2 separate regions of the Mus musculus genome follow, and region 1 is linked to region 2. A link is a contact called in public HiChIP or PLAC-seq data. All regions are on one chromosome and are shown on one strand. Each heading gives the region's core, a stretch centred on a gene start, on an enhancer-like site or on the middle of the called end of the contact. The rest is flanking DNA. Distances are from core to core; before and after follow the strand shown. Region 1 has its middle 17 kb from the start of Gm32835. Region 2 overlaps Nav1 (neuron navigator 1).

Region 1 (3,238 bases), core at 256-2,755, 150 kb after region 2:
AGCAAGCACTGGAAGGTCTCGTTCACAGTCACGGCCAGTAAGCAGCAGACCCTGGATGCAAAGTCAGATGGGACCACACCCTGCCTCTGGGTGGCCCCGTGTATGACTGCAGCAGATTCATCTCTTCCTGTGTTATCATCCTGACTAGGAACCAGCTCATCTTCCTGTTCATATCCTCTAATATTAAATATCGCTGCATCTAGGACGGCCTCCCTGACCATATTACACTGGAACCAGATGGTCTGCTAACCCTGTCTGGGTAAAGTCAGGAGGAGGCTCTCAGAAGGACTCTCGTCTTTCTGCTAGAGGAGCCCTCACGGTGCAGAGGCAAGCTGTGGTCCAGGCTTTGCAGTTCGGTGGTCTCTGGGGGAGAAGGCTCGGGATGAAAGGACTCCAGCTTGGCCCCAGACCAGACTCTAGGTAGTTGTGTAGGATTCTTGGAAAGAGCAAGTACAGAGGCACACAATTTGGAAGCCTATGGAATGCTGGATTCATTTGCCCCGCCTCCCCTGCCCCCAGCCCACTGCCTACTCTGGGGCTCCGAGGATAGGAAGCAACTTGGTCTGTCCATCACTGTTCAGAGCCCTGGGAGACCCAGCTTATGGCATAGAGCCAAAGACCCCAGTGGACCATATGAAGACCACGGTGAGTGCTTAGCAGTACCTCCACTCCCAAAGAGAGGGTCTGCAGAGAGGGAAAGAGAAAGGCAGCTACACAGCCCCAGAGATGGGTTTATAGACACAGCGGCATCCTCCTATGGCATCAGCAGCTTGAGACTTGAAGAGCTAGGTGACAGGGTCTCACTAAATCATTGCCTCTCCAGGCACGCTACGGCCAAGGGCTCTGGCAGGGAACCAGGGTCCTAGGCTTATCCCAGTTCCTCCTGTACTTCCTCCAGTTACTGCAGATGCACGAGTTCTGTTGGTCATCAGCCAAGGAAGCCCAAGGCTAAGGCAAATGGTAGTTTGGGGCGGGTTATATCCATCTACAGTGGGCAAGTTAGCAGAGCCACACAGGAGGGTTGTGCTGATAGGGGAGGGAAAGCTGGCTCTGGCTGCGGGTCCCAGTAACCGCAAGAAAAGAAGACTCCAGAGACAGCCAGACTAGACAACATTGACGGTTTGTTTTTGCCAACCAACACCATCTAAGTCTGTTTGAAATCACCCAACATACTTGATAGTCCAGGAGAATAAAGAGAAAAACTGAGGTTGTTTGTTTGTTTGTTTGTTTTTGTGGGACAGGGGTAGTTCTATAGATAGAGCCTATGCCAAGAATCAAAGTCTTAAACACCATTGAGGGTAACAGACCCAGCTCTGCTCTCTAGGCCGTTAAAGTCCTCTGCTCGCCTAGTTTTCCCATACAGTGCAGGGCTGCCCCACCCGAGGCTCTCACCCACCCCCGTCTTTCATCTAGTGTAGAGTTGAGTGGGTAAGCCTCGCTGCTTTTCCCAGCCCAAATGACGCAGGGGCCAGCTGGCTGCTGCAGAGGAGGGCGTGGGAATCCTGTGGGTTGTGCTGGGCAACTGCGCCCTCTAGTGGTAGCCACAGAACGATGCACAGACACGCAGACAAAGGGTGAACCAGATTTCCTATCTCCTTTTGCACCATCTCTTCCCAAGGCCTCTATGATACAGTCGGCGCCAGATGACTTAGGCCCTGCTCAAAAGGAAGTGGAAGAACAGCTTGTGGTCCTTGACAACTTCTAAACCAAACCCTTGGAGGAGAGAGGAGGCCAGTGCTTCTGCACTCTGGCCACACCTTCTGTGAAAGCCTTCATCCGGCTACAGCATACTCTCATGTCTCTCAAAACTCTTTCAGCCTCTCCTGTCTGAGATGCTACCCCTGCCAGAGGAAAATCCTAAGCCTCCATCCCATGCAGAGACTTGAAAGCCACAGTGTGGGCTTCTCAGGGGACAGGGATCTGCTTCTGGTCACCCCAAAGGGGAACTTCAAGCATTCCCTAAGGAAGCACTCATTCACTGAGAACCCATCTTATGCCACAACATCTGCAGCCACAGTCTCTCAGCAGGCCCAAAGGGAACCAGAGTCAAACCCCAGTTTACAGAGTGGAGGGTCGGGTCTCAGAAGGTCAAGTGTCTTGTCCGTGAGCGACTATTTGTCAATAATCTCTGGTTTCTGCAAGCCAGGTGCTAAGCTAAGTGTGTTATTACACAGACTCTGTTATACAGATGTCCCCATAAGCTAGGCTGTCCGGTGAGCTAGGTTAGAGTTAGCTCCCTGTTACAGATGAAGGTTCAGAGACAGGAACAGGCACATGGCACATGGTATATTCTAAGTCACAAACAAAGTCAGACACAAAAACACACACCTAGGAAGTATCAGAAGCATAGAAACACAATTCTATTTCCCCCTTACTCTGATACTGGCTTTATGTTGTTATTATTATATTTTATTTTTATGTATGTGTATGCATATGATATATGAGTGTAAGCCCTGTGCATGGCCAGAAGAGGGCGCTGGATCCCCTAGAGCTGGAGTTACAGGCAGTTGTGAGCCACCTAAGGTGGGTGCTGGGAGGCAAACAAGAACTTTGGGAGGAGTAGCAGGAACTCCTAACCATTGAGCCATCCATCCAGACCTCTTTACTGGTGCTGTTTGCTTTGTTTTTCATCTGCTTTTTTTTGGAACCCTAGGTTGCCTCCTTTCTGCCCCTTTGAATGCCTCACATAAGGCTCCATTGCCACCACAGCACAGCACAAAGACGGTATCTCAGGAGCCACACGGCATAGCACAGAGACAGCATTTTGGATACCATATATAGCACAGCACAACACAGCGACCACATCTCAGGTGCCACACAGCACAGCACAGAGACAGCATCTCTTCTTCAGCTTCCGAGGCATCCTCTGTCTTTTTACAAGAGCCATAGAAATGACCTTGGTGTCCCCTTCCTTCTTCCCTTCATCTTTTAATTCCTGCCGAAGCAAAGTCATGCCTGCCTTTTTTCTCAACATGATTACAGTAAAGGGACTGGATTGCAGCCAGCGGTTTCCTGGGCAATGGCCTGTTCTTCCCAGTGTAAGGGGTGTGAGCAAGTGGGCCACGGTGAACTCATGTAGAAACTGGGACGATGAAGAGATATCTGCTGGCAAGTCACCGCCAGCAGAGGACGGTGCTCGGGGAGAAGATGCAGTCAGTGTGGGCTCCCCATGGAGGGCAGACAACCTAAAAGCAAGCCTTAACCATCTCCCAGGGTTGCCTCTGTGTTTGGGCACATG
Region 2 (3,541 bases), core at 859-3,358:
CCTCACCTAATAACCTTCAGTGGAACATCAGCGACCCTGGGGACCCCTGCTGCTAGCAGCCCTATGGCCGCGTGTATGGCCACATGTGTGGCCACGGGTATGTAGTGTTAGTCCTGAACTGCCCCTTGCCTTCAGACCTACAGTGTCTGAGAATGGAGTCAGGTGGGGCAGTGGAGGAAGCCTGAGGCAGGAAGGGGAGGAACAGTGAGAAGAGGGGCTGAAGGAGTGTGAAGAGCCAGGATGAGTGGGAGCTGGGTCTCTGTCTCCAGGCTGCTGGTGCCACACAGGAAGGGGAAGAACTCAGAGCCCTTGAATACAAACCCCCGACAGGGGAGAAGCAAGGGCTGCCACATTCCACTTGTTCTTCCTGTTTTAGATCAAGTGCAAGATCATTCACTTCCTCCTGGAAGTCCCTCTTCCTCTCTGACACTGCTTATGTGGTTGCCCTGTACAGACTTGTGAATAAGTGGCTGTGCATCCTCAGGCGACCTTGCACACACATTGCTTCTATGTCCAGCCACCTCTCGCACTCGCTTAGATGTCCCCTCCCACACCTGGGTATGCACTGAGCTTCCGCTCTATCTGTGGCACATGCTCTGATGGCACCCTCTCAGACCCTCTCTCCATGAGCCTGCCACCTATATTTAGTGAGTGTCTATCCATTCCTGACATAGCCACATGCATTGGAGCTCTCTTTTCTGCTTTGCTTTTCAAATCCAGACTTCTATGCATCTCCTGGTGCCTGCACCTCGAGAAGCAAGAATAACGGTCTTCGGCCTCTTTGGTGCACCCTACTGAAGAGAGGTTGGTGGGTAAACCTCCTACTTGGTCTGCTGGTCTTTCTTCAGCTGCAGTGAATGGTCCTTTGCTGCCTGGCCAGAGACATCTGATAGCCCAGGGGCCTGAGCTGGCCCCTCGGGAATACCCTGGGACAGCTAAGTCTTTGAGCGGGAGTCAAACAAGGACAGACATTCAGAAGCTTGGGTTGCTCATTTTGCCTGGCCCAGAGCTCCCAGTTGTGGCCACTTTGTGGCTCCCCAAAGTGAGGAAGATGGAGAGGTTGCTTAGGGGCATGCCAGAAGGGTCTCTGGGTGTTCGGCAGCAGGGCCTGAGAACCCAAGTTGCTGACAGAAGAAGCCATAGTCTCTGTCTTGGGAAAGCAGCTGCCATAGTGGAAGGCCTGGGACCCCTCCTGTGACATGTTCCCAGGTTTTAGGGAAACAAGATACACATAGCAAGGCAGTGGTAGACTGGAATGGGAGTGGGGGGTGGGGGGCTGGGCTTTGCGCTGGTTCTGCCACTCTGAAGCTAGGGAATCCCACCATCCAGTTAGGCCGAGTTCCTGTTTCTTAGCTTGTAAATCAAGGTAAAGAATATCGAATTCATACTGTTGTTAAGATTAAATGAGATAATTCCATGTTAATGTTTCATAAGCTGTTCCTTTACAATTGTCAAGGAATCATAAAAGCACAAATTACTGTAGTATAAAGTATGCACTGGAGGGTTGGAGCAGCCCAGAGTCAGATAGCAATCCCACTGTAACGAGGGGAAATTAAGGAAGGCTCCCCGAGGAGAGGGGGTTTTGAAATGATGAGTGTGGCAAACAAGCACTGCCACCTCAGCAGGAAAATTCTATTTCAAAGATGGCTTGTGTTGCTTTGGAGTTCTAGAAAGTCAAACATGAGAAGGGGGATAAACATTTACTGAGCGTCTAGTGTATACCACATACCTTACATACACTGAACACCTACTGCATACCAAGTACCTTATATACATTGTGTTCTTTGCCTTCCAACAATAATCCTAGTCCCATATTGTCATTTATCCTTAGAACAAACAGCTCTCCTTGAAGCCTCAGAGATGAGATCTGACCCAACCTATCAAACTTCCAAATGTGTGCTCTTTTGGCGATCTCAGCTTGCAGGAAACTTTCAGGCACACGGAAGCCCAGCTGGCTTACCACCAAACATATGGGTTGGGGAATAAAGGAGGAGGCTGGCAGTTAAAGAGGAGAGACAAATGGACCGGGAGACAGGTGGGAGGGGCTGGTAGAGCAAAGCCATACCCATCTCAACAGCTTTCTTCGATGCCTATCCTCCCTGATTGTCAGCCAAATTGCACGTCATCACACCCAGTGAAAGCTCAGCAGCTCAATTGTAGGTTACTAGGACACCCAGAGGAGGGGCCCCTCCCAAGTCAGCATCTGTTGCTATGGAAACACAAGCATGCATCCAGCAGCCCCTCTGGAATACCTACCTGGCTTACTCCAGGTTTTGAGAAACACTGCGTAAGACACACACTAACTCTGCAGACAGAGAATGGTCCACTATTATGTTTTGAGAATTAAGTGGAATTTTGAGAGCCGAGGGCTCTCTGAAATTAGCCCCTTCTATTCTGATTCTACACACTCCTTCCGTCCGACCCTTCTTACTTTTCTTTAGTGGTGTCTGTGTCTCACTACTCTCCTCTCCCCACTGACCTCATACATGCACCTGACACAATTGCAGGAACCTATGTCTGGGACCCAGCCAGAACAGGTTCAAAGAGCTGCAGCTGGTATCTCCAGGAGCTGCTACATTCAATAATGAGTGGGAGCTGAAGGAGAAACAGCCACACTTCTTTGACCCATGTAGGGTCATTAACCACTTAGAAATCTCTACGCCTCAGGTGCCCATGGCAACAACCTGTGCACACCCTACGCATCCCCATGCAATCTGTGCCCTAGATCTGCTCACTCCACAGGTGCTCACCTATATGCCTTAGTGTGTCACCTAAGATACAGGGCCGTGCTGGAAAATCTTCAGTGTGCCGGCGTTAAAATGTAGGACATTTAAAAAAAAGATTTTATTTATTTTATATATGTGAGTACATTGTTGCTGCCTTCAGACACACCAGGACAGACTAGAAGAGGGCATCGGATCCCATTACAGATGGTTGTAAGCCACCATGCGGTTGCTGGGAATTGAACTCAGGACCTCTGGAAGAATGGTCAGTGCTCTTAATCGCTGAGCCATCTCTCCATGGTTAGTTCCAATGGGGGTGGGTTCCTGATAAAGCAGGAGTTAAGCCCTCTCTTTCACTTATGTCCTCACTCTCACTTATGTTCTCTTGACCCTCTACTTCCCCCACAGAAGGTCCTTAGCAGACTGGCCCTTCAGTCTTGGACTCCCATCTCCCAGAAATATAATAAACCAATCTCTGTTCTTCATAAATGACCTCTTTGTGGTATGGTGTTAAAGTAGCACACAGGGAACTAAGATACCAGCCCAAACCACCCTTCCCGTGTAAGCAATGTTTGAGTGAGCCAGGTCACAATGGGGAAAAGGCCAGAGTCACCCCGTAACCTGAGCATGGTGAGCTTAGTTCTTAGATTGTTCTTTGTAAATTTATTCTATTTTTTTTTAATTTTTTTTAAAGATTTATTTATTATATGTAAGTACACTGTAGTTGTCTTCAGACACTCCAGAAGAGGGCATCAGATCTTGTTACAGATGGTTGTGAGCCACCATGTGGTTGCTGGGATTTGAACTCTGGACCTTCG

Evidence for each region. HiChIP or PLAC-seq counts read pairs in DNA pulled down with a chosen protein or histone mark.
Region 1: an H3K4me3 HiChIP or PLAC-seq map of embryonic basal ganglia shows a contact between it and region 2, with 2.8 times the contacts expected there. The contact joins two enhancer-like sites. A contact is called at or near these places in 1 of 15 datasets of contacts at CTCF or cohesin (embryonic stem cells), 2 of 484 Hi-C or Micro-C datasets (embryonic stem cells and forebrain), 16 of 115 datasets of contacts at active chromatin or transcription factors (the HPC-7 cell line, embryonic basal ganglia, embryonic forebrain and 10 more) and 2 of 9 other capture datasets (adipose tissue and liver).

The regions. Positions count from the first base shown.
Region 1 is chr1:135,669,091-135,672,328 of GRCm38.p6, forward strand. It overlaps a transcript of Nav1 not described here. Among named protein-coding and RNA genes, the nearest start is that of Gm32835, 17 kb to the right of the region's middle. Within about 2 kb of position 1,506, at least 151 of the 459 cell types and tissues checked have an H3K27ac peak or open chromatin away from gene starts, as enhancers often do. A contact at or near this core is called in embryonic basal ganglia, where this site is marked.
Region 2 is chr1:135,516,738-135,520,278 of GRCm38.p6, forward strand. The region is part of intron 3 of Nav1 (neuron navigator 1); the gene reads right to left. All of the region lies in intron 2 of Gm32940 (a long non-coding RNA gene), which reads left to right. Among named protein-coding and RNA genes, the nearest start is that of Gm32940, 6.5 kb to the left of the region's middle. Within about 2 kb of position 2,109, at least 16 of the 459 cell types and tissues checked have an H3K27ac peak or open chromatin away from gene starts, as enhancers often do. A contact at or near this core is called in embryonic basal ganglia, where this site is marked.